7 separate regions of the Mus musculus genome follow, and regions 2, 3, 4, 5, 6 and 7 are each linked to region 1. A link is a contact called in public ChIA-PET, Hi-C, Micro-C and promoter capture Hi-C data. All regions are on one chromosome and are shown on one strand. Each heading gives the region's core, a stretch centred on a gene start, on an enhancer-like site or on the middle of the called end of the contact. The rest is flanking DNA. Distances are from core to core; before and after follow the strand shown.

What was found. Promoter capture Hi-C pulls out the DNA fragments that hold promoters and counts their contacts. Hi-C and Micro-C count contacts between places; a contact is called where the count stands out from the background. ChIA-PET counts read pairs in DNA pulled down with a chosen protein or histone mark.
Region 2: an RNA polymerase II ChIA-PET map of memory CD8 T cells shows a contact between it and region 1, with 21 read pairs. The contact joins the promoter of Atad2b here to the promoter of Ncoa1 in region 1. A contact is called at or near these places in 3 of 39 promoter capture datasets (liver and pre-B cells), 4 of 484 Hi-C or Micro-C datasets (CD4 T cells, the HL-1 cell line and embryonic stem cells) and 1 of 115 datasets of contacts at active chromatin or transcription factors (memory CD8 T cells).
Region 3: an RNA polymerase II ChIA-PET map of memory CD8 T cells shows a contact between it and region 1, with 5 read pairs. The contact joins the enhancer-like site here to the promoter of Ncoa1 in region 1. A contact is called at or near these places in 7 of 39 promoter capture datasets (the 3T3-L1 cell line, the HPC-7 cell line, HPC-7-derived erythroid cells and 4 more) and 1 of 115 datasets of contacts at active chromatin or transcription factors (memory CD8 T cells).
Region 4: a contact with region 1 is called in a promoter capture Hi-C map of pre-B cells, with 3 times the contacts expected there. The contact joins the promoter of Dnajc27 here to the promoter of Ncoa1 in region 1. A contact is called at or near these places in 16 of 39 promoter capture datasets (the 3T3-L1 cell line, 3T3-L1-derived adipocytes, the HPC-7 cell line and 10 more), 5 of 484 Hi-C or Micro-C datasets (CD4 T cells, the HPC-7 cell line, embryonic stem cells and 1 more), 1 of 115 datasets of contacts at active chromatin or transcription factors (memory CD8 T cells) and 2 of 9 other capture datasets (adipose tissue and liver).
Region 5: a Micro-C map of embryonic stem cells shows a contact between it and region 1, with 3 times the contacts expected there. The contact joins the promoter of Adcy3 here to the promoter of Ncoa1 in region 1. A contact is called at or near these places in 12 of 39 promoter capture datasets (the 3T3-L1 cell line, 3T3-L1-derived adipocytes, the C10 cell line and 9 more), 7 of 484 Hi-C or Micro-C datasets (CD4 T cells, CD8 T cells, the HL-1 cell line and 1 more), 7 of 115 datasets of contacts at active chromatin or transcription factors (T-cell acute lymphoblastic leukemia, embryonic stem cells, memory CD8 T cells and 2 more) and 1 of 9 other capture datasets (liver).
Region 6: a Hi-C map of embryonic stem cells shows a contact between it and region 1, with 3 times the contacts expected there. The contact joins the enhancer-like site here to the promoter of Ncoa1 in region 1. A contact is called at or near these places in 4 of 39 promoter capture datasets (embryonic stem cells, hippocampal neurons, maxillary cranial neural crest and 1 more), 2 of 484 Hi-C or Micro-C datasets (the N1E-115 cell line and embryonic stem cells) and 2 of 115 datasets of contacts at active chromatin or transcription factors (both in embryonic stem cells).
Region 7: a Micro-C map of embryonic stem cells shows a contact between it and region 1, with 5 times the contacts expected there. The contact joins the promoter of Fam228b here to the promoter of Ncoa1 in region 1. A contact is called at or near these places in 5 of 39 promoter capture datasets (fetal liver, frontonasal cranial neural crest, hippocampal neurons and 2 more), 1 of 484 Hi-C or Micro-C datasets (embryonic stem cells), 2 of 115 datasets of contacts at active chromatin or transcription factors (astrocytes and embryonic stem cells) and 1 of 9 other capture datasets (adipose tissue).

Annotation. Positions count from the first base shown.
Region 1 is chr12:4,475,308-4,478,666 of GRCm38.p6, forward strand. It overlaps Ncoa1 (nuclear receptor coactivator 1), which reads right to left and starts at 1,875. Exons shown (of 23, transcript NM_010881.2): 1 at 1,465-1,875.
Region 2 is chr12:4,915,516-4,918,874 of GRCm38.p6, forward strand. It overlaps Atad2b (ATPase family, AAA domain containing 2B), which reads left to right and starts at 1,838. Exons shown (of 28, transcript NM_001362349.1): 1 at 1,838-2,406. The coding sequence starts at 2,194.
Region 3 is chr12:4,063,801-4,067,159 of GRCm38.p6, forward strand. No RefSeq gene overlaps it. Among named protein-coding and RNA genes, the nearest start is that of Dnajc27, 17 kb to the right of the region's middle. Within about 2 kb of position 1,856, at least 39 of the 459 cell types and tissues checked have an H3K27ac peak or open chromatin away from gene starts, as enhancers often do. A contact at or near this core is called in memory CD8 T cells, where this site is marked.
Region 4 is chr12:4,080,979-4,084,337 of GRCm38.p6, forward strand. It overlaps Dnajc27 (DnaJ heat shock protein family (Hsp40) member C27), which reads left to right and starts at 1,596. Exons shown (of 7, transcript NM_153082.4): 1 at 1,596-1,895. The coding sequence starts at 1,809.
Region 5 is chr12:4,132,435-4,135,793 of GRCm38.p6, forward strand. Adcy3 (adenylate cyclase 3) reads left to right here and starts at 1,719. Exons shown (of 21, transcript NM_138305.3): 1 at 1,719-2,566. The coding sequence starts at 1,892.
Region 6 is chr12:4,179,179-4,182,537 of GRCm38.p6, forward strand. All of the region lies in intron 2 of Adcy3 (adenylate cyclase 3), which reads left to right. Among named protein-coding and RNA genes, the nearest start is that of Adcy3, 47 kb to the left of the region's middle. Within about 2 kb of position 1,488, at least 28 of the 459 cell types and tissues checked have an H3K27ac peak or open chromatin away from gene starts, as enhancers often do. A contact at or near this core is called in embryonic stem cells and stem cell-derived epiblast-like cells, where this site is marked.
Region 7 is chr12:4,767,512-4,770,870 of GRCm38.p6, forward strand. It overlaps Fam228b (family with sequence similarity 228, member B), which reads right to left and starts at 1,723. Exons shown (of 7, transcript NM_175431.5): 1 at 1,395-1,723; 2 at 879-1,010. The coding sequence starts at 986. Pfn4 (profilin family, member 4) reads left to right here and starts at 1,784. Exons shown (of 4, transcript NM_028376.4): 1 at 1,784-2,758. The coding sequence starts at 2,642.

The sequences.
Region 1 (3,359 bases), core at 625-3,124:
ACCCCACTCCTGCTACATCACAGCTTCTGTGAAGCTAGATGAGGCCCCTTTGGCCGACTCTTTTTTTTTTTTTTTTCTTCAAGACTAACCTCCAACCAATTCCATGCGAGGAAGCAAACCTCAAACAAATTTAACCCTTGAAATCCACCCCTACGACTTTACTACATAGTCTGGGCTTCACTGCAGGACTGCCATGCAGACACTTAAAAGATTTCTTCATGAAGTAAAAGCATTATGCTTCACAAATCATCACCATCATTTCTCTTGTCAATCATCGGGTGCTGGGACAGCGATTCACCTACGAACTCTTTACTCGCCAACATCACACTTCACATTTAAAAACTTAACTGTTTGGAAAGAGAAAAAAGAGAAGTCACCTTCTCCACAAGGACACCTGCCTCGCCTCTTCAGTGTCTCTATAAGGATAGAGGAGCCAGAAAGGCTAACGTACTCCCCAGCTTAAAGTTTCTCTCCCTACCAAACTCTTCAGCCACAGCACCTGGGCTTGTCCTTGTCACACACAGTCAATCCCTCCGTCTTCCTCTAACAACGTCACACTACAGGGTGTCTGGCCCATGGGAGTGACTGCTTTTTGTTTTGTTTTGTTTTGTTTTAATGTATATACAAATAAAATTAAACGAGCCACCGCAGAGGTGTGGTAAGGACCGAGGACCCCGGTGTCCAGTTTCTCCGAGTCTCTTCCAAGCGACTATGGAGAGCTCAAGTTCCATCACTGACCATTAACCAGCCCTACCTACAATCGTTGGACCAACGTGTGCTGCTTGTCTTTCTAGGTCCTTTCAGCAGAACCTTCCAAAGGGACCAAATTCCAGCCGCAAGAGGAAAATCTCCTTTATCCGCCCATTCCTACCTCCGAAATCCTGGTCCCAAAGGGAGAAAGGCAAGTGCAGCCAGGCTAGGCAAAGGGGCCGTCGAAAGCTGCACCCACAGAAAGGCATGCCTAGGTCGCCCCCATTTCGCTGTCCCAGTGAACAAGATTCAGAGAGGCTGACAGGCTGGCCAAGGTCACCGTGCTTGCTCGTCGGGGCCGAGGGGCGCCCGCGCCTACTTCCGGCTCCCCCTTTCGGCGGCGGCTCCGGGCGCCCGCTCCCCACCCGGCCCCGGGCCGCGCGCCCTCCGCGGATGCTCGCACTCCACTAACTAGGGCAACTGGAGTGCGCCGCAGGGACGGCGCTCTGCAGCGCGCCGCTCGCCCCGAGCAGCCCCCAGCTGGTGCCGTGACAGCTGCGACCTCCGCCCCCTGCAGCCGCGCCAGGCTAGCGAGGGAACTCGAGAAAAGTGGCAGCGGGAGATGGGTCCCAGAGCAAGCAAAGCCAGGACGGAGGGCGCCGGCTGCTCCCCGCCCCCTAGGGCCGCCGCGGCCGCGCGGCTCGTGACAGCTGCACCCACCGCGAGGCTCCCGCCGCCACCGCCGCCACCGCCGCCACCGCCGCCGCCACTCACCTGCCTCCGCCGCCGCCGCCTCTGGGCCGCGCTCCCCGGCGCCGCGCTCACTCGCGACTGTGGCGGCGCCGCCGCGGACTCCGCCGCTCCTCCGGCCCGGCGCCCGTCCCCGGGGCCCAGGCGGCCCGCCGCCGCCGCCGCCGCCTCGGCTCTCCGGCCCCCCTCCTCCGGAGCAGGAGTCCCCCCACTTCAGGGGGATGCAGAACCACCCCGGCACAAGCTGTGCTTGAGGGAACAGCAGCGAACTGCAGCCGAAGGGCTTGAGGCCGCGCTCCGACCGACGGACGACAGGACGAGGTGAATCGCGTCAGTCTCCCGCTCGCCCGGCCTGAAGAACAGGCATTTCAGCCGCTCTCCGCGGCCGCCATGTTCTCCTCCTCCACGGCTGCCGCCGCCGCCGCCGCCGCCGCTGCCGCCGCTGCCACCGCCGCCGCCGCCCCCCCGCTCGCGGCCCCGCCCCCGTGCCCCGCCCGCAGCGCCCCGCCCTCGAGCCCCGCCCCACCCACTCGCGGCTCCGCCCTCACCCCTGCCCCCTCCGCGGACAGGCCCAGAGCCCCGCTGCCCTCTGGCTCCGACGGCGCGCCCCGGGCAGCGCGACCCCTCCAGCCCCGCGCAGCGTGAAGCCGCCCCGCGCCCTCTGCCGGCCGCAGGCACGCCGGGGCCCGAAGTCTTAAGGAAGTGTGAGAAAGGAGGCCCGAACTCTTTCCGCACGGACCCTCCCCACGGGGCAGTTCTCTCTGCTGCCAGGAAGCCTCGAACCCCAGAGTGTCCCTTAGCGTCCCTGAGCGGGCTGTGGGACCTATGGCCTCTAGATGTTCTTTATAGTTTAGGGAAAGTTGGGGAGCAACCTGAAGGCCCTGGGGATCCCAGAGGAATCTGACCTGGGCCTGTTTCCACTCGCGAGTTGTTTTACTTTGAGTAAGAGACATCCCTCGGGCCTCGTTTTTGTTGTTGGTGTTGTGTTCTGTAAGATTTGAGAGGTGGTTTGCCTAGATGATTTCACAGACTATTAGACAACGGAAAAGAAAGATCATCTGCCCCCTTTCTTTTTGCAGATGAAAAGATCTGACTGACAGTGTCTGGCTCTACAATTGCATGAATTGACTAAAATGTCTGTCATTCACAGATCTTTTCCCTCTAGGGGGGACCCACATCTTTTTTTTTTTTAACCTCCTTTTTTTTCTTCTATAATGGAAATGCTACTTTCAAAAGTAGTGTTCCTTGTCACCGGAGGAATCAAGCAGCCACAGGACAGCTCCTTGAGCCTTGATCACTTTATCTGGAAAGCAGCTCTTATCCCAAGACCTGCAATGTACCACTCACTGTTCTCTCTGGCCGTGGAAGTGCTGTGCGGTCATCTTTGTTTCCCTGAGTTCTTGTCCTCATTTAGCTGACTTGTGATGCTGTTTTCTGCTGTTTCCCATCCTGCATTGGATGCCCCAAAGCAGCCTGTGAAAATCCTTAAGTCCTCCATGTCCCTTCCCTAAGTCAAACCTGACATCTCGCTGGCCCTCTCTGAGACAGCCTGTGACTTCTTTCACAAAGCAGGTACCTTCACCCTACTACTGCTGAGTGCCCTGTGCTGCCTTCATCTTCCTGTCTTGGTCATAGTTATAAAGCAGCCAGCAGACCATACTCAGCCTTCCTTTATGCAGTCATCCTTCCATCCCTGTGTTCATTCCGTTGATTCTTATCAAAGTCAGTACCCTAGTGCATTTGATTAGCTCCTGTCCTCACCTTCTTTACAGTACCACCTGCACAATCCACAGCCTTATTAATAGCTGAAGTGCTTGAAGGTCTCTATCTCTACTTAGTTTACTCCTGTGGAGTCTGTTTCCTGGTCTAATACCATCTACCCTGTGCAAAGTGCATTGTCCGGCCCTCTGGTGCTTACA
Region 2 (3,359 bases), core at 588-3,087, 440 kb after region 1:
TAAATTTTTTAAATAATTTTTTTTAAAATCTCTCAAAATAGAGGTTCTGATTTCCCTTGGATAGGACAAATATGCTGAAAACAGAAGTGAAGTTTAAAACTCTGCCTAAGTTCCCTCTAGGGTTTAGCTTTTGGTAGTTCCTAAAAGGAAGCAAACTTAGTATCTTTTGAACGGGTGTAATTTTTTTCTTTTTATTGTGCTACTTTGACAGGCGTGGGAGAGGGTTATACGGTATAGTCATGTGTTTTGCCATTACACTATATCCCCAAGTCTTATTTGTATATAGTTTTAAATAAAGTTTAAAAAGTATTTTATTGACTTATTTTTTTTCTCTAGTACAGACAGCTGTGCCCTATGCTCTCCATGCCTGCTTCCTCTTTCTTTCTTTCTTTCTTTCTTCCTTCTTTCTTTCTTTCTTCCTTCCTTCTTTCTTCCTTCTTTTCTTTCTTTCTTTCTTTCTTTCTTTCTTTCTTCCCTCCTTCCTTCTTTCTTTCTTTCTTTCTTTCTTTCTTCCTTCTTTTCTTTTCTTTCTTTCTTCCTTCCTTTCTTCCTTCCTTTCTTTCTTTCTTTCTTTCTTTCTTTCTTTCTTTCTTTCTTTCTTTCTTTCTTTGATGTATTTCCCCTCATTTTGTAGTTCAGAATGTATCTCTAAAGGAGTTCCTTAGGTCCTTGCTTGAAGTAGGGGCTCGTGCTTCTTACCACCAGTTGTACTTTACTGATCTCTTGTCCATTTGTTGGTGAGCTTTCTTGAGAATCAGAGGGTCTCATTATGTAGCTCTGCCTGTCCTGAAACTCACTATGTAGACCAAGTTGGCTTTGAACTTATTTACTTATTTATATATATATATATATAAATACACACAACTACTCTGTACATTCTATATAGTGAGGACTGAACAAAGCTTATTAATTTTTTGTTTGGGGTCTTACATGGCTAAATGTTATAACTATGAAGCTATTTAGTCTTTATTCACTCTTCACTTTTTTAGTGTAATAATCAGGGGAATTTCTGCCCAAATAAAGACTAGGCTCTCTATCTTAGATAAACTGTGATGCTTTGAAATGAACATTTATTCTTCCCTCTATAATTCCAGACCTTTCCATATTACATTAATTTAATAATTACATAGTACTTTGACTTTTTTTCCTTTGGAAGTGTTTTGTCTTAATTCTGCACACCGGTAGGATGGAGATAAAAGATGCTGCAAAATCCCTCCGGTAGACTTGGCTAAAGTCAAAGGGAACAACACTTGAGTTCAGTGGTTCAAATCTTTAATCCTGGCGCTTGGGATGAATGCAGAGTTCAAGGCTAGCCTGGTCTCCATAGTGAGTTTAAAAAAGGATGCAGAGTTCCTAGAGTTGTTTTTTCTTAGTTTAACTTGCGTGGATTACCGCAGGGACTTCTTTCATTCATTGCCATTATCATTTGGACAGTCATGCAATGTGCAGCCCAAGTTCATTAGGGGTCTTGCCCAAAGTACCTAGGCAACTGGAACCCCTCCGCACCGCACCGTCCTCTCCATTCCTTCTACTCCGCGCTTGGTCGGCCGTTCCTGGCGTCCTCCAGGCCACCGCAGGGGTCTGGAATCTGGGGTCCTCGGTCTTGGCCAGGCGTTGAAGGGTCCGGACTACGTTCCACGCGGAAACCCATCCTGCGCCCTGGCCGGCTCTGCCCATCCCCCAGTCTAGACAGGGCAGCAAAAGCTGGCCACTGTGGGGTTCACAGCCCAGAGCGCCTCCCCGCAGGCCTCCCGCCGATGCTGACGTCACGTCGAGGCGGGGCCTGTGCAGAAGGAAGGGCTGCGCGTCCTTGCAGCGCCCCGCAGCGGCCGCGTCCAGAAGCGGCCTTGTCGGCCCTGCGGCGCCAGAGACCTGACGCACGGAGCTCGATAGAGAGAGAACGAGAGAGAAAGGGGCAGACATGGCGGCTCCGCTCGGCTCCCGCTGAGGACCGCTGAGCGGGCGCAGGGTCTGCGCGGCCGGCCTGCAGCCTCGCTTCCGCCTCCCGCTCCCTGCCTCCTCGCGCCGCCGCCGGCTTCTGCTCCGCTCTAGCCTGTCGGGCCTGCGTCCCGGAGAGGCAACGCGAGCCGGCCCGGCGAGGCTCCGCTGGCCCCTGCCCGCCGGCGGGCCGGCCTTCCTCGCCTCTCCCGGGAGCGGCGGGCGCGGCGTGGACCCGGTCCCCCTGGCTGGACCATGGTGAACACCCGGAAGAGCTCTCTGCGCCTTCTCGGGTCCAAGTCTCCTGGGCCCGGGCCTGGGCCCGGGGCCGGAGCCGGAGCGGAGCCGGGGGCGACCGGCGGCAGCAGCCATTTCATCTCCTCTCGGACCCGCTCCTCTAAGACGCGCGCGGCCAGCTGCCCGGCGGCCAAGGCCGGGGGAAGCGGCGGCGCCCTGGACGAGGCCCGGGTAAGAGCGGCGGCCCACGGCCGAGGCTTGAAAGTGCTGGCCCGGCCGCCCGGGCTTTGTCTGGCCGGAGACCGTCTTGCGGGTGCGGTGGAGGGTGGCAGCCGCCGAAGGGCCGCGACTCCAGCACCTTAGCTGAGCCGGCCCGGTTCTTTTGTGTAAAGAACAGCACTCGAGTCCACGGGAGATGGCTCTTGGGGTTCCTTTCGGGGACATTAGAATGCTCTGCCATCCGTGTCCTTGCCCGGCTTTAGAAGGGAATTCTAGAGGAAGCAAGAATTTAAGGCTGCAGTGCCTGGCTTGGAAGGGGAGAAGAGAGAAGTGAAAGTTTTCTGCGGTGTCAAACCCCTCTTGAAAGTGTGTCAGCTCTTGCCGCTGTCTGAGTTTACTTAGTTTGGGGGTGGTTCAAGTTGGTAAGGAAGTGAACAGAGCTCCAGTTGGCAGGCAGGCAGGCAGGGATGCTGAAAAAAGTTTGTAGCTGCACTGACACCAACTTTAAAAACAAAACCAACGCTTAACGCCTCTGTAGGCAAGGCAGATCAGACACGGTGCTGTAAGCTGTAGGGCGAGCCAGCCAGCTAACCAAGGTTCTTGTAGAGAGCAGAGGACTTTCAAGTTACAAAGGGAGTATGTAGAAAGAAACGTGTCGAATGGCCATCGTGACATGGTTTCTACATTTCTGTTAAGGAAATGTTTTTCAAAAGTCAAACTAGCGTTGTTGTGGTCCGTACAATTGCAGAAGCAAGAGTTGCTTTAGTTCTTTAGAGATGAGATCTGAGATCCTGAACTTTTATCACCTGTAGTGTAAAACATGAAGCTAGCACATCGAGAAGTTTGTGTTACTATGAAATTGGTTCTGAATTCAAGGAGTGGGTTAATTCTGCCTAGAAAGAGGCTAACTTTCTAAGAGTAATTTGACTGAACAGTGTTCTTTATTTAAAATATTCCTTTAAATT
Region 3 (3,359 bases), core at 606-3,105, 410 kb before region 1:
AAGGTGTGGTGGAACACACCTTTAGTCTGGGCTATACCTTCTGCTGGAGACAATATAAGGACATTGGAAGAAGGGAGTCTTGCTTTTGCTCCTTCGCCTGCTTGCCGTGTGAGACTGAGTAACTGCTAGATCCTTGGACTTCCATTCACAGCTACTACTGAACCATTGTTGGGAATTGGGTTGCAGACTGTAAGTCATCAATAAATTCCTTTACTATATAGAGACTCTCCATAAGTTCTGTGACTCTAGAGAACCCAGACTAATACAATATATGTATGTATATATGTGTATGTGTGTGTATGTGTATATATATATGTGTGTGTGTGTGTGTGTGTGTGTGTGTGTGTGTGTGTGTGTGTAGTGTGTGTATGTGGGGGGGGGTGTGGTGCAGGAAAACGGCTCAATATCTAGAGGTACTTGCTGCTAAGCCTGATAATTTGAGTTCAATATCTGGGGCCCACATTGTGGAAGGAAAAAACTGAACTGGCTCTTCCAAGTTGTCTACATCCCACTATAGCCTGCTTGTGCACTCACATGTATCCACATACATAGGTACATACATACATACATACATACATACATACATACATACATGTAATAAAAAATTTTAAGCTTTTGAGATAGTTTTGCCTTATATCTCAGGCTGGTCTCCATCTAGAGATCTCCCTGCTCCAGCCTCCCTAGTTCTAGGGCTAAGAATGTCTATCGTCACATCTTTACCTGGCTTCTTTCTTGCTCCTTGAGAACCATGCAGAGGCTTGCACCAACATCATCTCTAGAACCCCAAGTTCATCTCCAGCACGCCCCACCTCTACCGAGAACTCTGGTGCCAGCCAGGAAGACAGTACATTTATCTGAGCTGTCCCTTGCATGCCTCAGACAGAGGAGAGAGTATATTCGGGGCCCCATGCTCATCTTCATGACTCCTGTGTCTCTTCCAGATGAGCAAAACAGCCTTAGGCGGCATGCTGGGAATGGCGAAGAGCCAGGATTGTCACCTGTTTCTGTTCCAGCGGTCCATTAAATATTTTTGGTGGGCTGTGATGATGCATGCCTTTAGCATCACCCAGCACTTTGGAGGCAGAGGTAGGAAGATATTTTAATAGTTAAGGAAAAGCCTGGACTATGAGCTACAAGTACATTTCAGAGTAAATCTGACTAAATGAAGACCCTGTCAGAGAGGAAAGTGGGGAGAACATGATTCTGTCCTGCTAGCCCAGCTGAGCATCCTACATGGGAAATTTTTTAGGAGGGGAAATAGCCAAGCTCTTTAAAGAGAGTGGGTTTCATGACTGTAATTTGAATTAGTTTAATTAGATGCTTTTCTCCTAACTATTCGTTGAGAGAAACCGTCCCATGAGAACCAAAGTTGGGAAGTATGGAAGGACAAAGAAGGCACATGCTCTCAAGGTCTGGGGATGTGGTTGTTGCCTCAAATGGAGTGTGTGGAGCACAGAATTCCCTGGGCAGAAGTAAACCTGACAAGGAAACCAGTGCAAAAAGATGGCGTCCAGGCACAGAAAGGTGAGGAACACCGTGACAAACCGCTAGTCTCCTCAAATGTCTGCTTCAGAGATACAAAGATGAAGGTTGTAAGAGCTTTTAGGTCTCTGTGTTGGGGTGAGGAGATGGTCACACCCACCTTCCTCCTCTAGGTCCTCAAAGCTTGGACCTCCATTTTTCAAACAATTGCCACAGGTTTTCATCCCTAGGGAAGAGGCGAAACTCTGCCTCCGAATGATGCAGACATATGGAAGGAAATAAGGAGAATTTATTTCCTCAGACTCTTTCTGGAGTCCACCCTGTAGCCTGGAGTCATAGCTCTACCCTGCAACAGTAGGAAGCCACACCCTTCCAGGTCTTGCAGACACCACCACCACAAGGACCATGACAACCATCACCATAACAACCACCACACTTTTTTTTTTAAAGATAGTATCTCATTGGGGATAGTGGTTCACACCTTTAATCCCAGCACTCTGAAGGCAGAGGCAGACAGATCTGTCTCTGTGAGATCAAGGAGAGCCTGGTCTACAGCTCAAGTTCTAGGGCAGCCAAGGCTACATAGAACAACCCTGTCTCAAGAAACCAAACCAAAGAAAACAAAAGAAAACAAAAAACAAACAAACAAACAACAACAACAACAAATACCAAAACCCACCAACAATAACAAAAAGATAAGGATTCTCATAGCCCACACGGACTAGCCTCAACCCTGCCTAGCCTCAAACCTGCCATACAACTAAGCATGGCTTTGTACCCTCTACTTCCTCAGTGCTGGAACTGCAGGCACCACGCCCAGCTCAGGCAGGGTCCAACCCAGGGCTTCTTGTGTACTAGATAAACACTTTATCAACTAAGCCCCAAACCCAGGCCTATGTTCCCTTTACTCCCAGTTCCGGCGTCGACTGTTAGTTGAAGAAGATGCTGAAGGGGACCGACCTAAGTTTCAAAAACCTGCCCCAAGGCGACCTGGAATGACAAATGATGAATGTGAAGCCCAGGAGAAAGGAGAGCCTCCTTATCGCCTTTGTGCCACAAGGCAGGATTCAGAGCAATCCTGACCGCCTCCTCTGAGCCCCACTTTGATACAATGTGAGCAAAGGGGATGCCAGGGCAGGACCTCACTTCCAGTGTTAAGTAGAGCCAGAGAGCTTAACCAGGGGTGGCGGGGACTCAGAGAACTGAGACGACAGAGAGGAGGGGAATGAAGGCTGGTATGGGTGCTGCAGGCGCTGAACTTGCCCTTTATCTCCTGCCTGTCCCTGGTCCCTGAGGATGTCATTAGCCTAGCAGCTGTTCCACTCAACCCCTTGCTTACTACAGGCACATTCTGGGTCTCTGGATGGCTGCTGCTCCTCCCTCCCTGTATGGCCAGCAGCAGCAGCAGCAGCATCTACATCAGCCTCTGCATCAGCCTCTGCATCAGCAACCAGTGCTGATTCTGGCTTGGTCACTGCTGCTGTCACCGCCCTCAGGCTCCGCAACTCCGAAGCACACAGGTTATGCCAGCTGCTTGAGTTCTTTCCCTGTGAGCTCCCCAGATGTCTCCAGACAGCCAGAGGAAGGCTGAGCCCACATCCCTGACTAATGATCACGCCTTCAAGACTGGAGGCAGCCTGTGACTCAAACTGTGGAGGCTCAGGCAGCAAAGGGAAGAAAGAGTGGGAGGGAGGGAGAGGAGCAGAGGAGGAGAATGAAGCCTGGTGAGGAAGATGAGGAGAGTGAGGGAACCAGAGTGTGCGTGCTTTGCCTCTCTACAGACCGTCTTTACCAAGCCTCTGCTCTACATCAGCCCAGCAGTCCATTTGATATTCCTTTGAAAGGAAGTGTTCACCATGACTATAAAGGTTGTTGTA
Region 4 (3,359 bases), core at 346-2,845, 390 kb before region 1:
AAAGCATTTAATATTTTAAATTAAGCATGCTTGAAACTGACTTAAAGTAACTACTGTCATCCACTGTGTCTTCCCAGACTTGGTTTAAGATGTTTAAAGCCCTGTGGGAGCAGAAACCTTCACCTTGGGATTACTGAGAAATTGTCAGCCATCTTTGTCAATCTCTGTTTACATCTGTAACTGAAATTATTGACTAAAAGAATAGTGTGTCTGTCAGACTGACTTTCATTCTAACAGTTGCTTTCCATAAGAAGTTATCGTAAAATTTATGATTCTACCTTATCTACCTTATCTTGTCAGGTAAGGGGAAAGGGAACAAGATTCTGGGTTAAGCCTGGATGTTGGCAGCTGTGAGAATCCCACACCATCACAGAGCTGGACAAACCTTAAGAACTATCCAGCCAGTCTTCCTCCTGAGGATGGGGGCCATTAGACTGATGCCAGAGAGGGAAAATTAACACACACACACACACACACACACACACTGCCTCTGCTCCAAAAGGCAACTCTGGTTTTCAACCAGGAAAGAGTCTTGTTCAAGGTCCTTTTCCAGAACCAGGGTCAGACTCCCAATTCTCATCTGATGCTACCTTCTTCGATGAAGCCTTTGCAGGCTGTCTGCAGATTGAAGCAACCGTCCATTAAGAATAATCAGGGGAGGGGTGATTATGTACTAAACAGATACTTTTTTGTGTGTGATTATTCCCTAAAGGACAACAATATAGACTAACAACTATTTACATAAGAATGATATTTACATTGTAATAGCATTTACTTTGTATTGAGTAGTTATGCTGGCTTTCTTGGGTTTTGGGTAGAAGCCAAGAAACTCACTTCTGTAAGAAAGCAGGCTGAACGGAGCCATGAGGAGCAAGCCACTAGGCAGCACTCCTCCACAGCCTCTGCATCAGCTCCTGCCCCCAGCTTCCTTTCCTATCTCTCCTGTCCAAATTTTTTTTGATGTGTAAGCCAAGTTAAACCCTTTTCTCCCCAAGTTGCCTTGGTTATGGTGTTTCTTCACAGCAACAGTAACCCTAAGACAGTGGGGCAGATAATGTGAGATGACACAAGTAGGCTGAGGATGTGCATAAGTTACATAAAGCTTTCTACACATGTACAATTTATACATAAAGGTTTTTATATATTTATTTTGAAACAGGATTGCACAATATAGCTCCACCTGGCCTTGAACTCATAGAGATCCGCCTGCCTCTGCCTCCTGAGTGCCAGAATTAAAGCGTGCGTTTGCTCGGATACCATCTTTAGGTGACTGGGACATCCGCAGAATCCACTGTGATCCTGGGCTCAGTCCTCTGCAGAAACTGTAGTCTGCAGTCACTGTACTGACGGAGAGGAGGATGGCAGCAGAGGCACCCATCGGTGAAGATTCCAGGAAAAAAAAAGCCTTTGGCATGACTGGGCCTTACACTAAATGTCAAAAACTCCCCGTGACAGCCGCTCTATTTCTGCCACCATGTACAGACCAATCTTGATGCCAGGCAAAGAAACCCCAATCGCCTGCAACCGGGCCGCACTGGCCCAACAGGACCCCAAGACCCAGTCCTCCCGGGCCCCGCAATGACGTCACGGCGCGCAGTCATCGCGAGACTCCGCTCGCCCTCCGCGGCTCGCCGCTTCCCAACCGCCCTCGTCCGTCCGCGGCCAGGCAGCGGTGGGGATGGCGAGCCGCGGAGCCAGGGTGGTGACGAGCACAGCGGCTCCGTCATTGGGCGAGGAGGCCTGAGGGACTCCAGGCTGGCTGGGTGCGTAAGGACACCACAACCCGCGGCCCCGGCAGAGCGAGGGCGATGGAGACCAACGTGCCGAAGAGGAAGGAGCCCGCCAAGTCCCTCCGCATCAAAGTCATCTCCATGGGCAACGCCGAAGTGGGGAAAGTGAGTACCGCGTGCTGCGAGGGCAGGACCTCCGCGTGCTGTGAGAGCGACATTCCCATTGGCTAGGAGAGCCGCCACTCAAAAGCTTGAAGCTCCGCCTCCTCTCTGCTTAGTTTAGCATCCTGAGCTCACTGGGGCTTGCGGCCTCCAGAGGAAAACTATCTTGACCTTTTTGACCTTTGGGCTGCTGGCTCTTTACTGACGTCACTGTCCCTAAAAGGTGTCAGGGTGGCCTCTGATCTTTGATTGTAATTTGAAGGTAGTAATTAGATTCCGATGTCGAATGATCAGTTTACATACCAAATCTGTTTTTCCCCTGAGAGGGGACGAGGTCCTGCGGGTTGGGGAGAGTGGTTGCCAGCCTTGCTGTTTAAAGAGATGCCAGGGAGGTGTTAGATTCTAAAAAATGTAGCCCTGAACAGCCTGGAGTCTATGTTCCCACCACCAGAGCACAACAACCTAGTGTGTTTCAGGGGACATGCACTGACAGCCCTAGATCTTGTGTTTTTAATTTTTTGTATTGTCACGTCCATTTTTCTCGGAGGAGTCTTTTTTTTTAAAAAAATACCATCTTTCTGAGTGTATCATTTCTGTATCATTTGCTGCTTATTAGCTACTAAACTTCCTCTCATCTGGGAAGGGAGGCCTTTCCTAAATGAATTTAGATGCCAGTTACTCGTTTTCTTCCCTTAACGTTGGGAAACTGTTGGTTAAGAATTCCCAAGGTCGACAGACAGGGAAGGCATCCGAAGTGGAGTCTTCACTAAACCAAACGCAGAAGACCTCTAATGGGAGCGTTTGCATACTACTATGTAAGCCAGTGCTCTGTGCTAGAAGATGCTCAGGAAGTGTTTATTGCTGTTATACAATTTAGCGTGCTCCCGTTCTACATATGGACCTTCATGTATGTGTTAACAAAACAGTTGCTGAAGATTAACATTTATTGACTATTGACTATTTTCCAGCTCTGTTTTACAAAGGCAGGAGAGTTGGGAATATTGTGAGTTGGTGCAGTGTGAGTGTGAATAGCAGTTCTGTTCCCAGGAGTCCTGCAGAAAACTGCTAATCCCAGTGGTAGGCAAGCACAGACTGCTGGGTCCCCGGACCCCCGACCAAGGAGCCTGATCAGCAAGCCTCAGGTCCCACGGAGACCTTGTCTCCAAAAGGAACGTGGATAACCACTGGGGAATGATACCCCATACACACACACACACACACACACACACACACACAATCACAATCAAATTGGAGGGGAAAATATTAGAAATAACTTTTTTCGTCCCCGAAGATTGAAAACCATAAAAATTCTTGAATTAAATGAGGCTTAATGAGGGCTGAGAGACAGCTCAGCAATTAGAAGCACTTGCTACTCTTGCATTCAGTCCCAACAACTGTGTCAAATGGGTGGCCCACAGCTGCCTGTATCTTGCTCTAGGGGATTTGATACCCTCTTCTGCATTATAC
Region 5 (3,359 bases), core at 469-2,968, 340 kb before region 1:
GTGGGCTGAGGCACGTGGGAGGGATGGGGAGTGCAGGGTGGGGGGTACTGATCTTGTCAGACAATTTGAGGGACACCCATACACACAGCAATGGAAGACCAATTAAGTGATGGACTATTCCCTGGGTGTTGTGAATGTATGCCTGAAGTTCTAAATGGACATCTATCCCTGAGTGACAGGGCATCCCTCGCTAGCTCCCCATCCCCTGTGTCTGTTTTTCTTCTCTCATCTTTAGCTGCCCCCAAAGCTTGATCCCTTAATGCTGAGGGCTGTCCTCAGTCCCTTGAGCACATTTTCTTCTAAAACGACTTTCACTCCTAACAAGGTGTTCTGTCAAATTCAAGGAAAATAATTGATGCTACGGCTTAGGAGATGGACAGGTCCAAAAGGAGCATTTGCTTCTTTAAGGAAGAACTCAAATACATCCCAATTGGTTGGATGTGCACTGGAGATCTTCGTGAAGCAAGGCCTCTTTCAGGTCCACGTGCCAGGCACCAATCAAGCTACTTCAGTCCTCTTTTGTCACCAGTTTCGGCTGCTTATTCCCTCGAAGAGAGATCAAGCCCCACGCTTGACGTCTGGGCTGCCAGGGTGGGCGGAGACACTGAGATGGGGCGCGCCCACTCAGGGAGCTGCCCCCAAACCTCAGCCCGAGGCCTCTCCTGTCCCCGGAAGGAAGCCAGGGTAGAAGAAGGGCGGCCGGGGTGCCCCAGCACGCCTCACCTTCAGGGAAGATACGTCCCGGGCTTTGATCTTCCGTAACACGGCCTGTTTGGGGGCAAGGCGCAGATTCGCCTCGTTCCTTTCTATCTGCCACCAATTCGGCGTTTCCACGCAGTCGTCGCCGGGCGCTGGCAAGAGGGAGACACCGGGGACAGCGAGGGGGCCCCTCCACCCGGCGCCCAGGAGGCGGCGACAAGGCGGGGAGGGGCCGCCCGCCTCCTGGGGCCTGCGGCGCGTGTGAATCAGTGTGCAGAGCGCAGCGCACGGACTCGGCTGGCTCGCCCTGCGTGCGGGGAGAGGATGCTGGCAAGCTGCCCCGGCCTGGGCCCGCCATCCGCAGCGCGCGCCGCCGCCGTCCTCTGCGCCCACCGATGCTGAGCCGCAGCCTCGCGCCTCTCCCAGCCTGACCCGGGGCCTGACCGCGAGGGGACCCGCGCACAGGCTCCGGGTGGACGAGCTGGCGCGGCGGCACTGCGGGAAGCAGCCTGCGGCTCGCTGAAGCCCACTTGGCTTGGCTCCGCAGCCCCGGTTTGGAGCGCGCGGCTCCCGAGTTCCCGCACAGGTCAGCGCCAAGCTACGACCCAGGGCTGGATGGACTTCCACGAGGCTGCAGAGCCCGAGGTTGGGAAGGGGCTGGATTCTCCCAGGGGTGGGTGGGGGAAAGGAAGTAAACAGAAGGGAGATGAGGGAATCCCCAGGACCGCTCCGGCTCCTTCCAGGCACGTTTTCTTTTCAGCTTGGAGCCAGTGGGCCTGAAGGGAATTTAGGTGAGGAAGTCAGGGATAGAGCCGGGCATACAAGGAATGGAGAGATGGCTAGGCCCCTCCAGAAGCCCGACGCAGGAAACCGGGTGTCTGGTGTGGACTGGACTGAGTGTGTGGGCGTGCTTGGGAGGCTGTGGTGTTGGAGGCTTGTGTAGCATGGATCTGTATGAGGGGTAGGTTGGGTCAAGGAAAGAGGCGCCATGTCCTTAGCCATGTCCTTTTAAGTTGCAGATGTTCGGTGCCACCTGTGTCCTGGGAACCCACTAAGCATTCCAGCTCCAGTTGGACGCCCTTCATTCATAACCAAGAGGAACCTCCCCGCCTTCCCCGGGTCTTACGAAGCCCTGGTGAAGTGGCTTGACCTGCAGGTCTCCCTTCCTCATTAGAAACAGCCAGCAGCCAACATGCCGAGGAACCAGGGCTTCTCGGATCCCGAGTACTCGGCAGAGTACTCAGCTGAATACTCGGTCAGCCTGCCCTCTGACCCCGACCGCGGGGTCGGCCGGACCCATGAAATTTCTGTGCGGAACTCGGGGTCCTGCCTGTGCCTGCCTCGCTTTATGCGGCTGACCTTCGTGCCTGAGTCCTTGGAGAACCTCTACCAGACCTACTTCAAAAGGCAGCGCCATGAGACCCTGCTGGTGCTGGTGGTCTTTGCGGCCCTCTTTGACTGCTACGTGGTAGTGATGTGCGCGGTGGTCTTCTCCAGCGACAAGCTGGCGCCCCTCATGGTGGCAGGCTTCGGTCTGGTGTTGGACATCATCCTTTTCGTGCTCTGTAAAAAGGGGCTGCTCCCGGACCGAGTGAGCCGCAAAGTGGTACCCTACCTGCTGTGGCTGCTCATCTCGGCCCAGATCTTCTCCTACCTGGGCCTGAACTTTTCACGGGCCCACGCAGCCAGTGACACTGTGGGTTGGCAGGCTTTCTTTGTCTTCTCCTTCTTCATAACGCTGCCCCTCAGCCTCAGCCCCATCGTGATCATCTCTGTGGTCTCCTGTGTTGTGCACACGCTTGTGTTGGGGGTCACTGTGGCCCAGCAGCAGCAGGATGAGCTGGAAGGGATGCAGCTGCTGAGGGAGGTGAGTCCCACCCTCCTCCCTATCTGTCTATTGTATTCCTTCTCTTCCAGCCAAGTGTCACTCAGGTGGGATTGCTTTCAATGCCAGGAGTTGAACACGTCCTGAGCGGCCTTGGGGTCCCAGTTGTCAGTTCAGAGGACTACCTCTCAGCCCCTGGGAGTGTGCACCCCGATGTCATATGGTGTTTTTCCTAGAGAAAGAACACTGGGCCTCGGGGCCACTCAGCCAACTGTGCCTGGTTGGAGTTGGTGACAGCACCTTGGATCTTGGTGTGGAGGAAGTCTTGCTCAGCCAGTCTATGACCCAGGTCAAGAGACGGCTTGTGGCAAACTCTGCTTAACTCCAGATGGTGTTTGACTTGTGGGGGTTCAGTGCTCTCAGTCAAATGGGGATCCTGTCTGCCCTGGATGCAGAAGTGGCTGTTATCAAGATCCAAGGGAACAGAGATGAAAGCCTGTTAGGTTATGTGAAGAGCTTAAGGAGGGAAGGCGTGGTTATTAGATACCCTGCTTCTTCCTTAGAGCTCAGAGCATCACCAGCAGATAGGTGATGTAAGGGAGGGTGGTCTCCCATAGAAGGCAGAAGTGGGGACACAACCGGGACGGTTGTCATAGCCGCTGTGGTGTGGAGTGTGGTGTTGCGGCCTAGCAGGCTAGTTCCACTGAAGGCGTGGACAGTTGAGATTCAGCTTTGCTGATTTGCGTTCCCACCAAGTGCTGCGAGAGATGGGCTGTGATTCTGGTCTGAATTATCTGGTCATCCTTTAAAAGGCTCCCCAGAGACGTGAGTCAAT
Region 6 (3,359 bases), core at 238-2,737, 300 kb before region 1:
TGACCTACTTTGGGGATTCGTTTGGGACCTTGAGAGTTGCTAAGCACCCCAACTGGCACCTGGCAGCAGAGGCACTCAGAACATCACACCTGTTGCCAGGCACAAACTTTAGAATTATGAAGTACCTGAATCACCCCCAGAAACACTTAGCAGGCACGGAAAATAAAGAAGGAGGAATGAGGGGCATGGAGAAGTGACAGGGGAGCCTCCTCAGGGCACACCCTATCCTTCAGAAGGCGGGGGGGGGGGGCGAGGGGGGGAGGGCTCCTCTCAGCCCCCACACCCCAGCACCTAGGAAGCTGCATCCAGGCTCCAGTGGAGATGCTGGCTGTACAGGGTTATAAGAGAGCTGTCCACTGTCACTAGCTGTGTGCCCTGGGAATCATGGCTTAGGAGACACTACTTCTGTGGCGCCCACACAGGTGAACACTGCTGTAACCTGCTTCTCTCAGCCTGCCTCTGCCTGGGTCTTGATCCTTCATGTGAGGTCTGCTGCTGTTCTGAGCCAGGACTTTACCTGTTTGCCACAGGATTGGGTTTCTCTCCCTCCGAGAGCCGAGAACTCTAGGAGAATGCACTGCTTCATAGGCTCAGTGCCTGAATATCCTTGTCCTCTGACCTTTACTGCGTGCCCCAAGTCCTTCGGCTGTTAGGGCGTGGCACAGAGTCCCCTTAACCTTGAGCCTTGTTCTCTTGGAGGCCATGGGGGAGGGGAGAATCAGGTTTCTAGTACCAACCCCAAAGTTGTCCTGGCAACAGTGAGGTGAGGGTGATGGGCCTGCTTCCTTGGGGAGCAGCTCAGTGGGGAAAGATGGTTGGTGTGGGCAGAGAGCAGCGCACCTCCTCTCTCCACAGGGGTGTGGCCTCTTCCTCTTGGCACTGGACCTCAGTATCCCCAGTGTTGAAATTCCAGTGTTGAAATTGGGTGGGTCACCTGATAGGGCCACAGAGCATTAATTTGGAAATACACTTTCATTTTAATTTGGAAATACACTTTCATTTTAGCCTCTAAACAGAAACACTCTTTTTTTGTTTTGTTATTTTTTGTTGTTGTTTTTCGAGACAGGGTTTCTCTGAGTAGCCCTGGCTGTCCTGGAACTCACTCTGTAGACCAGGCTGGCCTCGAACTCAGAGATCTGCCTGCCTCTGCCTCCCGAGTGCTGGGATTAAAGGTGTGCGCCACCATGTCGGGCCAGAAACACTCTTGAATACAGTTAATATCCTTAGCTTTTGTTTTAGCTTTGAAATCCCTTGATGTGAGGAAAGCCAGAAGGCGCCTCCCCTTGTTGTACGTGTTGTACGATGAATACTGGTTTCTCTGTGGCTTTAGTTTCCACCACTTGGACTTTACAGGGTGTTCTTCATGCCAGTATTTCAGAACCTAGCAAGGCACATCCCTGCTTCAGGCAGCTGGGGCGAGGGGGCTCCTGGTGAGGAGGGCTCTGTTGTGCTGTGACTCCTCCAGGCAGCAGTGATGACGTCAGCACTTTTAAGCCACTCCTCCTACTGAGCCCTGCCTCCCAAGCCCTGTCTACCTGAAGTCTGTCTTCTGAGCCTCTGCTGGCTCAGCAGCTTTCCAGTCTTGACCACCACTGCTGGCGTCATATCCTTCAGCATATCCTGTGGTCTGTGGCCACAGCTGGGAGCATCTCCTGTCTGGCTGTGGCTAGTAATCCAGGTAGTCTATTAAATGCATAATTAATAATTAGAAATGTCTACATCCTCTATGGCAACCTGGGCTTTTTACTACCTTGCCAAGTGTCTGTAAATTTTTCCTGTTTGAGACGAGTCTTACTCTGTGGCCCAGGCTAGCCTTGAACTCATAGCACTCCTGCCTTAGCCTTCCGATTGGGCATCACAGGTGTGAATGAGCCACCATGCTGGGTTTCAGAGTGAGACATAGATTCTCATTCTAGTTGAACCATTTGTCGCTTGGCCCTGAGAAGTTACTTATGTGCTCTGAGCCCCAGCTTCTCTGTGAAGTGGTAATAGAGAATAGGATGGTTAAGAAGTCCATGAGAGCCTGGAGAGATGACTCAGTGGTTAAGAGCATCTACCGTCATTGCAGATGACCTGAGTTCATGGTCCTAACACCCATCCATCCAGTCAGGGGACCCACAACTGCCTGTAACTCCGGGGAATCTAATGCCTTCTTGTCTGCAGGCTTCTGCATGCATATACATATACTGGCAGGTAGACAGACAGACAGACAGACAGACAGACACACACACACACACACACACACACACACACACACACACAAACAGAGTAAGCATACATTTTAATTCAGATCACTAGTATCCAGGGCCACCTTCCACGAGGACATGGTTCTGAGCATAGATTCTGTGGGGGTGGCTGGCAGAAAATACATCCGTATGAGCTACAGAGCAGGGAAAGGAACTTACCAGGCACCACAGGTAGACGGAAGTTGGTATCAGTATCTTGGGCCAGGGAAAGCTTTCTTGAGGTAATGTGGAGTGGAGACCTGCAGGTGGTGAGCAGCAAGCCATGGGGAGGGTGGCAGCATGGGAAAGAACCTGGGGTGAATCCACAGGACACATGGAACACAGTGCTAGGAACAGAAGGAGATGGGGATGGGGTGTGTCCATCGGCAGGAACACAGGACAGTGGAACAGGAGAGGGAGGGAGGCAGAGATCCTGTGAGCCACAACCTGGAGCCTGCAGTCCTGGAGAGAGCCTTGGCTTTGTGCTGAGGAGAGCTAGGATTAGCCATCCCAGGAATTCAAACAGTGTAGCTATTGATGGGGAAGAGATAGCCAAGGAAGCAGGGAGATCAGAGGGATATGGTAGCCCAGATCAGGACCTTGATGGTAGAAGCTAAGTGCTTTACAGCTAGGTGAACCAGAGAGTGGGGAATTGAGGATAGAGAGGGAGTATTGGGGGTTATTGGAGAGGTGGACATCCCACATGGGCATTCTCAGTGAATTAACCACACAGCTGGTAGGTTTGAGGGCTGAGAACCATGTTAGTAAACTCTTGCATGGGCCCTGCTGGGTAAGAGGGTATATAGGGCCTCCTAATATGTTGGTGGGCTCAGTGGAAGCTGTTGGTCATGCAGCTCCTGGCAAGCCTTTGATTGCATCCACCAGGGTCTTATGATAGGCAGGTTTCTCCTGAAAGGCCTTCCTCCAGCCTTCTCTCTGTCCCAGGGTCACTGGGGCTTAGCAGAAGCTACCCAGAAGGGTACGGCCATTGCCTCACCATTCTAGTCAGGAGTTCTGTTGCATGTATGGTATAGAACATGATATGATGCATCCAAATTAATGAAGGAGGCCTGAAGTATAGGAACTTCGATCTGTGTGGGTCACACGTGAGATAAACAGGGTCCTGTGACTTGG
Region 7 (3,359 bases), core at 473-2,972, 290 kb after region 1:
CAGAGAAACCCTGTCTCGAAAAAACAAAAACAAAAAAAGCATACATAGGAGCCAGGCACTCGGGAGGCAGAGGCAGGCAGATCTCTGATTTTTCAGACCAGCCTGGTCTACAAAGCGAGTTCCAGGACAGCCAGGGTTATACAGCAAAATCCTGTCTCAAACAAACAAACAAAACCCTGTCTCAAACAAACAAGAAACAAACCAAAAAAGAATACATAAGTTTTCACTGCATAAAATTTTTTTAAAATAAGCAAAACCATAATGACAGAATGGTTACAGGAAATGAGGGAAGTGTGAGGGGGTACTCCAAAAGAACTTGATGAGAAAACTGGGAGCAGTCAATGTATTTGTTATCTTGATGTGTAAAACTGGCTTCAGGAACATACACACGTTAAAATTTATCGTTATGCATTTCAAGTGTATTTATTTTACACCAATTATACCTTAATAAAACTCTTTAGGAAGAAAAATACAACATATCCAGGTTTAAATAGGGGTTTTTGGTTGGTTGGTTGGTTTTTCGAGACAGGGTTTCCCTGTGTAACCCTGGCTGTCCTGGAACTCACTCTCTAGACCAGGCTGGCCTTGAACTCAGAAATCCACCTGCCTCTGCCTCCCGAGTGCTGGGATTAAAGGCGTGTGCCACCACGCCCGGCTTTAAGTAGGTTTTTATCAGCTTTGTTATATTGTTAAAATTTATAATCAATGGTATATGATTCTACTTTAAGCTCTTAAAGAGCAAAGTAAGTAAGTAACAAAGTTAGTAGAGTTAATGGGGATAGATAGGTTCTATCCAATAGAGTAAAATAGAAAGAAAAATAAAACTTATGCACAAGGCACATCTCTAAGCAAGGACCTCAACAGTCATACAACTGTACCTCCATAAAAGAAAGCGACTGTGGTTCCAACCATTCTTTGGAGCTCTTGAGCTTGGGGAGTGTGCCCGTCACCATATCATCTTGGCTCCTATTTTTCATTGTGGTCATCAAGTAACACAGTCCCTAGAAAAGCTAAAATAGCATTTATTTTGTAATTAAAATTCACAGTAATTTTCTCCGCGGTTTAATAATCAACACTCATGACCTTGGGCACTTAGGGAACGAGTCTTGGAAAACTGCCCGTCCATGTGTCCCTTCCAATTGGCTTGAAACAGGGCTCTCTTGAAGCCCTCCTGGCTAGGAATCTAGTTCCCAGCAGTTTTCTAGGTTTGATATGACATGAATGCTGATGAGTTGCCGCTTTCAAGCTACTGACAAATGAACTTAGAGAAAGAAGGGAATTTGGGACCTTCAAGCTCCAAGAGATCCAAAGCCCTCCCCGGGGCCTGCATGTGAGGGAGAAGAAGACTTGTGGGTCTGCGCCCATGATGAATCTAGGGTACCAGGCCCGCTCACCCGGGAGTACCGGGCCCCCGATTCGCGATTCGCCGGCTCCGACACAGACCGCGTGCGCGGGCCGTCCTGCCGCGCAGGCTTCCACAGGTCCTTCAGCCCCCTCTGGCGGTGGGCCTGCCCTTCGGCTCTCCGCACCACAGTGAGCCCGCGGCCTCAGCCCGAGACCTTGGATTCGGAACGCGCGGGCGTTCGGACCTCTGTCTCCTGGGACGCGGCGCCACCCCTACGCGCCCCTCGGCCAGCGGGAAGACGAGAACGCGCGCGCACCTCGCCGAACAGCACGGAGCAGTGCAGCCCTCTGGCCTGGGAGCGAGGCGAGTCGAAAAGGAGGCAGTGGAACTGTCTCGCGCTAACAGGCAGCTATCGCAGCCAATCAGCTTTTCAGATCCGTGCTACGCCCGCCCCTAGCGGAGCCTCGTCTCCTCTTGTAGCCCCTACTCTGTGTTTAGTTCCCGGCCTCCAGGACTCAGGATTCAGTTAGGCTACCGGCCTCCCATCAATTAGTCCTCCGAAGGCAGCGGCGGGAGAGAGTCGTTCGCCTTACTAGGAACCTGCGGCAAAAGAGTGTTTGTGGCGGTTGACCCTTTGAGGGCCGTCCAAGATGGCAGCACATGAGCAGTAAATGTAGCTCTAAAGAGCCTCCAAGGTGGTCTTAGAGCTCAGGTTTGTTGACCGGTGTCTTGTCTACAGCGTTGATGCTGGCCAAGGAGGAGGAATGAAAAGAGTATCTTTTTTAAATCGGTGGTGCACCTTGAGTGGTTTTGAGATTTTGTGGATAACTGGTTGCTTTTTTTTGTTTTTACTTTATTTTACTTTTATTTATTTGTTTGTTCATTTTTGCGGAGCTGAGAATTGAATGGAGGACTTATTCGCAGATCTTTATTTTTCTAAGACAGGGTCTCTTTGGCCTTGAACTTGTGACCTTCCTGCCCTTAGAGTACCCAAAATAATAGGCATAGACCTTTGTTTTTAAATCTCAGGTAAATCATTAAATAGATAAAAATATTGAGGCTCTGATTTTTTTTTCAAACTCACCTTCATAAACCATTCTGTGAATTCTGATTTTTCTATAATAGTTTTTCTTCCCCTCTGAGTACTGGTGAACCCTGGATGATGGACCACTATTTTCACTCGTCCACCGTTTTAGAGGACACACACTGATAATAAGCTGGAACGTACACAAGAAGCACTTGTATTGTCCCTCGTGGAGTCTTCAGCTGCAGGTTCTGGTTCAGAGCCGAAGAAGCATGAGTCACTTGCAGAACTTACTGTTAGATACCCTGCTGGGGACGAAACACGTGGACAGCGCAGCCCTCATCAAACTCCAGGAAAAGACCCTGTGTGTGACATCACCAGGATTTAGTGTAAGGGTGAAAGCTTCTTAAAAATATTTTTTAGGTTAGCATATAGAGTGTTGGATTTTATATGTTATCTTCATGTATGTGTTGTAAGCTATGTAACATCCGAACATGTTTCAACAATGTCAGAATTTATTGAGTAATGATAAATTCACAAAGTACGATAGTTTCTGTGGCAACAATTTCATACATATGCCTGCTTTCTTTGGTAACCTCACGGGTAAGCACAGATTCTTATTCTGCTATCTTAATTACTAATATCAACTCATGGATTACACACACACACACACACACACAGTGTTACAGATTGGCAATAAAGTGTTATGAGGCCACAGCAGAGATCAAGAATTTTCAGAAGTTCTGAAAAGCAGGGCAGTTGGTAGAAATATCATTAGATATTTGATATTTGTTGATAAATTAACAGTACCAGAGCTTCGGGAAAGAGTCTGGAGAAGCTGTAGTGATGACTTAAGGCTCCTTCAGATCTCAAGTTTGAAACTGAAGCCGCAGAGTTGAAACCAACTCCAGGAATAAAGGAACCAAGATGGGTCCAGACAGATTGGTAGACTGATAGATGGGGCAAGTCCAGGGCAGTAGGAACTAATAC